Linked DNA regions of Anser cygnoides: region 2 is linked to region 1. A link is a contact called in public Hi-C data. All regions are on one chromosome and are shown on one strand. Each heading gives the region's core, a stretch centred on a gene start, on an enhancer-like site or on the middle of the called end of the contact. The rest is flanking DNA. Distances are from core to core; before and after follow the strand shown. Region 1 overlaps TG (thyroglobulin). Region 2 has its middle 50 kb from the start of NDRG1.

What was found. Hi-C and Micro-C count contacts between places; a contact is called where the count stands out from the background.
Region 2: a Hi-C map of liver shows a contact between it and region 1, with 1.9 times the contacts expected there. The contact joins two enhancer-like sites. A contact is called at or near these places in 2 of 7 Hi-C or Micro-C datasets (granulosa cells and liver).

Annotation. Positions count from the first base shown.
Region 1 is chr2:155,484,438-155,488,485 of Taihu_goose_T2T_genome, reverse strand. All of the region lies in intron 45 of TG (thyroglobulin), which reads right to left. Among named protein-coding and RNA genes, the nearest start is that of SLA, 24 kb to the right of the region's middle. Within about 2 kb of position 1,850, at least 2 of the 3 cell types and tissues checked have open chromatin away from gene starts, as enhancers often do. A contact at or near this core is called in liver, where this site is marked.
Region 2 is chr2:155,676,555-155,680,602 of Taihu_goose_T2T_genome, reverse strand. No RefSeq gene overlaps it. Among named protein-coding and RNA genes, the nearest start is that of NDRG1, 50 kb to the right of the region's middle. Within about 2 kb of position 1,767, at least 2 of the 3 cell types and tissues checked have open chromatin away from gene starts, as enhancers often do. A contact at or near this core is called in liver, where this site is marked.

The sequences.
Region 1 (4,048 bases), core at 601-3,100:
CTGAGTTTGGTGCTTTGTACATTTACATCTACCTTCCTAACTAAGATCAGATCCAAGTACTGAAAAATCTGCTGAATGATAAAGGCCACTAAGCCACTCTGTGGGAAGAAAAAACAAGTTGTCTAGACCTCAAAACTTCGGCAGCAGAGACACTGTCTACAGACATGAGAATGGCGTGATGTGTTTGATTTAGCGAGTGTTTTCATAGCTGCAGCAGTCACAATGCAACAGATAAAGCCAGAAGGATGAGAGGCAATTCCAACAAGAACAGCGAAACAATTTTTAGGAGATGAGAGGGAGGTCAGCTTTATAGAGAACAGTGACAAGCTGTTGTTGCAGCAAGTGTACTACCTAAGGCCATTGTGTTGCCTGCCCAGCCATGGAAGCAACGGGCATCACATCTGTGCTTGTTACCACCTCTCTGGTGCCTCACCTGCCCTCTGTGGTTAGGTGAATTCCTTTGAAACCCGGAGACCTGATCTGTGCCTTTCTGTCTGCCTCCACAGCACCCTGTTCAATAGTGGTCCTCCATACTATGAGGTGTTGCTACTCATGGACTAATAGAGACAGTCACGGGGAGAGCCTCAAGTGGACAACACGTGGAGGGCAGATTAAAGGACTGCAGAGTAATCTGCACGGGTTATGTTTATTATGAAAGCAGAAGAGATCTCCTTCGATTAAAGTGATATTAAGAGCAGCCAGAACTAGTTCAGCATATCAGCACATAGAAAATGAAAATACTTCACATAGTTAATGGATTTATACACTTTTTTTTTTTTTGTCAGTCAGGAGTTCTCATCTTCAGAATTACAGATTCATATAAAGTGTGACTGCAATCCAGCCAGTTATGTTCACCTTGGCATGGAGCAGTCTTTTAACAGCTCACAATAACATACATAAGAGTGCATAGTCAGGAGGTGAAGACAGCCCTAACCAAAATGACTCAAAATAGACAGCAGCTCATTAACGTTGGAGGAATCTGACCAGTGCACAACAGTTTAAGAGTTTTGTTAAAGCTTTCGTGTCAATCATGATGGTAATATTAATAAGATAGAGCCTCTTTAAGTCTCAGTTTAGACCCCTCCATTGATAATAATGATGCTTTGCCATCCTATGCAGCTGATGATCTGGTCTCCTCAGTGAGCAGAGCACTGAATTTTATCCATCATCATATTTAAGACAGCACATCTGGCACCACAGTGTGACTTGGAAACTATGCTGGCCCAGAAAACAGTGCTACTTCATATATCAGTAACATGCAAAAATCACCCAGAAACCTCTTCAAGGGTTAACAAGGCAAATCTTTGTACAGTTCATAATATTATCTCTCAAAACATACTTTCTTCTATCGCATATTTCTTTACTGTAACTAAAACTGTACTCCAGCCCTTCCCACTAATCCTAGGCAATGCTGAGCACTCACATTCCTCCTGCATTGTTTACAGTAAGTGTTTACTCCAAGGCCTAAGTGTTCTCAGAAAGAGAGTGACAAAATGGCATCTGGTCTACATATATTTTTGCCACAGATCATTAATGCAGGAGCTGGCGATGCATCTCACTTCATTCAAACAGGAACTGAAGAGTAAAGCAGACGCTGTGCCACGCCAAGCTTGGGAGAATGCTACCACGTGGAAGAGGATAGCTTGCTGTCTGCAAGATCAATTTATCTATACGACAACTGTCAGTTTATGGTTTTATGTGATTTTCCACATATGCCATAGACATCAGTCTAGAGTGGGATGTTTAGTCCTGCCCTTGCATCTGTGCATGTCTGAGTGTGTGTGTACATTTTAGAAACATCCAGTTGTCACACAGGCTTTTGCTAATTGATTTGTACTCCTAAAAGTTCCTCTGTGTTTAATAACTTTTTGTCTACTTTGTATCACTGCCGTTGGGTCTGTCTTTACTGGCTGACTTCTCCCTCCCTTTTGTTTATCTTGCTGTGAATTATTAAGGGACTGCTCCATGTGAAACAAGAGGAAATACCAGTACTTTTTCATCTCTGCATTTTAACCCTGTCTTCTGTTACACATTTAGGGTGACACACATAAAGAAGGAGAGAGGTGACAGAGTAGAAATGAGTCACTGTACTGTGCAGTAGCCTAATTAGAAAATGGCCATTTCCACAGTCAGGATATTTTATCTAACAATAAATAGTCTTCCATTGCTGTAATTACATTATTTTAGTGTAACCACTCCAAAACCCCTGTGAGGTGGTTAGTAGTAGTAGTCATTATAGATATAATAGATATTATTAACATTATCATCTTTATGATATAAGCAACACACACAAAGAAGAAAAGGCCCATATCCTGTGTAAACTGAGATCTTTGAAAGAAGTTAGGCTCCTAAGACGTCAAAAGTGTTATTTTATCTCTTATGTTGTCCCATGGACATAATGCTGTAGATGCTTATATTTATACAAACAGAGGTTATGGCAAACCTAGATGTGATTCAATATCAAACAGGTTGAGAAATTATTTTTCTACCAAATGCCTATGAGTGATCAGAATATCTAGTGAGGTGTTCCTCCAGCCACATTCACCAGTATTTGTGCCCACAAAATACCCCATACATGCCTACTATGTGCAAAACGTACTATTGGTTATTGCATTCATTGACACAAAGAAATGGCTGTAATTGTGTTCTTTTATTCAGAAATGTAATAGCTGAGTGTTTGCAGGGTCTCTGATTCAATTTTCACCTCTGCTGAGAGGTTCAAACCCACACATCGCACCTTCTAGCCTAAGCTGATGTCGCTCTGCAGAGTATCTGTTCCTCATCCTAAGGAGAGTCATAATTTTCAAGGAAGAACTTGATAACTGGCAGCACTAATTACTCTAGTGAATATGAAGGCCCCTTGGGAGTTGGTGACATGGTTGACAGATCTTTCTCTAAGATACCCATGTACATCATTGGTTTTAATCCCGTAGGGCACATCACCAATAATGTTGCCAAGCAGTTCATTTTTTTTGGTTTCAGATTACTAGCGGTTTCTTGCAAATTTTAGCCACTGTCCCATGTGAAGCTGCTGGCCCCCACAGTGCTGCTGCACCGGCTTGCAGGGAGGCTGCTGGGCAGCTTGCAATGCACGTATGCTGTATGGAGGGGGGAATGCCGTAGGGAGATTGAGGAAGGGAGGTCAAATGGCAGAAATGGGATGTAGAATAAGAAAGGATTCATTTAGGAATGAACAACAATAATGTTTAAACGAGAAACTTGGAGTATATTCAGCAACAGACCTAGTGGGAGGTTTTCAGGAAAGTTGTGAAAAAGGCCCTATGGAAAACTAGGGCATCACTTCATAAATAGTGGCTGTAGGTATATGAACAAAGTGAATTCTGCAATTTGTTTTTAAATGCTTGGATTTGCAACCTAAACTACATTATTTCAGCAATATTAAGCAATATTAAGCAATATTAAGCATTTTGGTCCATTTCTTCTTGCAAGTGGCCTAGCCTACAGCATCTTAACTTCTGCCTGGTGTTCCCACAACACATTTCAGACAGTGTACTGGCTTTATTGTTTGTTTGTTTGTTTTTAAAGAGGGTTATGTGAAAAAGTAAACCAGCAAGTTCCGTACCAAAATGTAAATTAGCTTGGAAGACCACTGACAACATAAATTTTACTGAAATGCATAGCTAAGTTTTATGTAAACTATTACTGTCCTGGAGAATGTGAGGAGAGGTAAATAACAGGAGCATAAGAAATATTTTTAATAGGACTAGATAGAAGAGGAAATTCTCATTAATTCAAAATCACTGCCTCAAAACCAGTGACTCTACATTGTAAAAGGACTATTTCATCTACATTCAAATAAGATGTTATCACAGATGACTCGGTCACTATCATTCTCCAAAGCAAGAGAAAACTTGCTAGCTTTTTTTGTGAATACTTCTTTCTGTGTGGTTAGATGTTTGGCATACCATGGCTCGGCTCTTTTTGGAGCCTTGTAAAAGTCACTTATCTCAGCCTCTCGGTAGCCAAACAGAGCACTGTGAACATTCCCACTGGAGCTGCCAGCGAAATAATGGCTCCCAGAGGACTG
Region 2 (4,048 bases), core at 518-3,017, 190 kb before region 1:
TTTTCAAGTGTATATTTTCCAATCAACCCTACAGGATTTATTTGCTGAGAGCAATTGTTTGCCATTCAGTGCAACGTTTTTTTCAGGCTCCAGTGCCTTGGCTCTCCCACTCAGGGACTCTGTCTCAGGTATTTTCCTCTTCAGAGCAGGTCGGGCCTCACCTGCTGAGGGCTGGGCTGCTCCCTGCAGGATGCCTTCAGACTGAATCCCAAGTACATTCCTGAAATACTTGTTGGGTGGATCAAACTTATTCTGGGGTCTGTCCTGCTTGAATATGTAAAGGATTCCAGTGTTATCTGGTATATCTGATAGGGCACTGGCCTATGCTCTCCTCTTGTACCTTATCTTCCCTCTCTACGATCAGCCAGAAAATGCTGGTGCTGCTGTTACTGAGGGTAATTCCTCCCTCCACTGCTCCCCAGGGTGAGACGTGTCCACCAACACAGGCTCCTAACACAGCTCACCACGTGCAGTCTGCCAAGGTTTTATTAGCCAAGTCCCTTTCCCACAAGAACAAGCTGTAAATATTATTTTTTCTAATGAATACTCAATATCAATAATTTATTTCTTTGCAGAGTATAGGAGAAATTATCCTTTTGGGGGCGTGGTGGGGGAGAGGGGAGTTTGTTGGTATGCACACTGTGGGAAGTCTGCACATACTCAGCACCTGCAGCAGACTCAGGTACCGTGTGACTGTGATTGCAGCCTGCTAGTAACCTGGGAAATCTTTACTTTTCCTGGGAAAACATAGATGCAAATAAAGTAAAAATGCATCCTAAGAGGGGGCGATTAAAGAATTAGTCATTTCAGACAAAAGTATTGAGGGAAAAAAAAAAGAAAAACAACTGTTTTTTTTTGTTGTTTTTACTTTTCCAGTTAAAAATCAACAACAAACAAAGCAAACAAACAGGATTCCCAGTTCCAAATAACCTTTGCTTTCACAAATCAGAGTTTGCTGGATCCTGGGTTGTTTTGTGCAACATTTGGGCTGGAAGCAGCCCTTAAAGATCAGGAGGCCCAGGTCTTCAGGAGCTCCAGGGCCCTTTTCCTTCTCCGCATTTTGGGCAATGTCTTGGCACTGAAGCTTCAGCAGAGACTTTCCAAGCTGGGGGACCTCTTTTAGAAATTGTGTTTGAAGGGAGAGAAAGAGAAGCATTTTGCATCCTCTTAGCGTGAAAAAAACTGTGAGTAAATGGGCAGTTGGTGTGGAGCTGGAGGAGGAGCAGAGGCAGGACTGACACTGGTGCCCTGCCACATTGAGCAGGACATCCCTGGGATGAAGGGTGAAGATGGCGTGAGGGATGGTGGGAATGGGCAGGCAGGACAGGAATCAGTGAACAATCAGCCTTGCAGCTGTGTTTGAAGGATGCTGGGACAAAAAACTAGACTGTGAGACAAGGAGATGGCCTTTATCAGATTAGTTGGCACATCTGGAAAAGGCAGAAGGTGCTTCTGGACTGCAAGCCCTTCTCCAGGCTACTCTCATGCCTACAGGTTGGTATGGTTTACCCATCTGCAGCAGGTGGAAATATTTCCTCTTCCTGCAGACTTCATATCACTTGCATTCAGAGACCTGAATGGATGTCACTTCTGAAATGACACTGACATTTGTAGCTAGCAGAACTTGTAAGAGCACTTTTCCTACCCAACATGAACACTCCAGCACAGCTACACATGAAGGGGTGTGCTTGCTTCCCATAGTCCTTTCTTGTTTATTTATTTATTTATTTATCTCCTGAAATATGCCTGAAAACTCAAATGGCTTACAGTTGAAAACGTTAAGCATCTTTCTGCTGCTGCGTCTTTGTGGGAAGCCACAAAAGGGGTAATCCTCTGGAACCAAGGGATGACCCATCTGTCTGTACCAGCGATAATTCCTCTTTTGGAGGAATACAAAACCTGAAAGAGCTGCAACTGCAGCACTGCTGTCCTAGCTTTAGGGTTGTTCTTCAGAGGCAGTCAAACAATCAGTTCAGTAAATAAATCTTGTGACTTGCTTTCTCCCACTCACACTTGCCAGAGCCAACAAAAGATATAATAATATTCATTGTTTTCGTTAAAAATAACACGGGGGAAGTAATACTTCCCCTTAAATGAGTCAGCCTGAGGCAGCTTTTTTTAAAGAATGGTGAATCTTGTTACAGGACATTTCAGCTTCTGAGAAATGCCAGTGCAAGGTCTCCACAAATGTGTGTCCACTCCCAGCAGGCCCGTCAGCAAAGGTCAGTGGACAGACCAAGCATCTGTCTAGGGTTTCAAAATGCTGGTGTCCTTCAGAAAAGGTTAACTTTGGTCAGATCCTGACAGTTTGAACAGGATGATGGAGCCCCTGTAGGCAGTGCTGTCCCAGTAGACAGTGCAGTTAAACAGTTCAGTTGAGTAAGCAGTGGGGGCTTTTGGCTACAAGCTGATGTTTATTTGCATTGTGGCATGGACACTGACCGATGCTGACCTGGCTTCTGCTCAGGCTGGAGAACATCTGACCTTGTTTCCTCCCTTCTCCCTTCCCAGATCAGGTCCTGGGGTGACAGGGCCAAGTTCCGGCACCAGTGGTTTGAATTCTAGCATTTAGAAATCCAAACTATTTTTTTTGTCTATCTTGCTCATCCTGCTCAGTGTTGTTATTGCACAACTTCGCCTTTCAGCACTGAGCGACGTGCTCCCTGCCTACAGCTCTGTGCAGTAAGCTGGGTTCGTTACTATTATGGCCATTATTAAAACACAAAGGAGAGATAAAGGCATGTGTTTCAAAATGAAAAAGCAACAGGATGGCAGATGCACACAAGTGGTTGAGTAGTTATCATGTTTCTGTATAGAACTTCTTATCTGAAGTGAAATTTTCATGTTACATTTTGAACTCTCATAAACACCTGCTGAACAGAAGGCAAAGCACAGTAAAGCAGTGCTTAACTTCAGGATGGCATTGACCAGGCTTCATCATATCCCTGGGTAAACAGCATCGAGAGTGCCCAACAGTTCCCTTAGCACAATAATCTATTTCAAATGATAACGAGAATTTAATCAATTAGTGATTTCCCGGGGGCGTTCATCAGGCATCACAAATCACCACCGATCTTTGCTCAAGCACACGACTGGTCTGAATAAACATATGCAAGGAAGTGAGTCAAGGTGTGATAGTAGGCAAAGTCTCCTCAACAGGGGTTTGTTTCCTGGTTGGTATCAAGATGGATAAGTTTTATTTATCAAGCTCTATTTCTGGAGCTGTATAAGTAGAAATCAGCAGACATTGGGCTCAAAAGGATGATGCCCAAACTTGTGGTTAGTTTTGTCTCCATCACAAGTTCAGTCATGATCTCAGTCAATTCCTATTCCTTTTTGCACAGGTGATTTGAGATAAGGTTACAAACCAGAACCTCAAGAAAGAGAAACTTTCCTTCCTTAGAAGTAGATCTGGGTTTTGTCAGTTCTGTTGGTTTTCATCATTGATGCAAGTCTGGTTCCTCGTTTCCCTTGTTCAGTATTTTTTTTTTCTATAACCTACCGCTCTCCCCATGCTGCTTTTCCTAGCAGTGCTCACCATAAACACGTAATGTTTATTCTGTCTCCCTTTTCAGCATGATGCAGTGGAAGAAGCAGCAAGTTGGGATCAAGGAGGCATGGAGAACTGCTGCAAGCAGCTTGAAGATGTAACCATATGTGAAAACACCACCGGTTCTGAAAATAGACCATGGATTTGCAATGATTAGTGGAGCAACCAGAACGGAATGGAGAGATACTGGAGAGCCCTCCCCACCATCTGCACACTGGAGCCCTTTGCACTGTTGGATTCCCTAGATTCTGGTATTACAAAAATAATCAACACCAAATGAAAAAGTATTTACTCTCACAAATCTCAAAATAAAAGGAACCTCATATATAAGTGACCCTTTCTCCCCCTACGTTTATATACACTTCCATAATGCTGAACTGATTTCTTCATTTCTTTGCCTTCCATTAAAACAAACAAACAAGCAAAAACAGTCCAGGTTTTATGTAAAGGACTTGCTGCATAAACTCCATGACTCACCATCTTGGTGGGCACTGCATT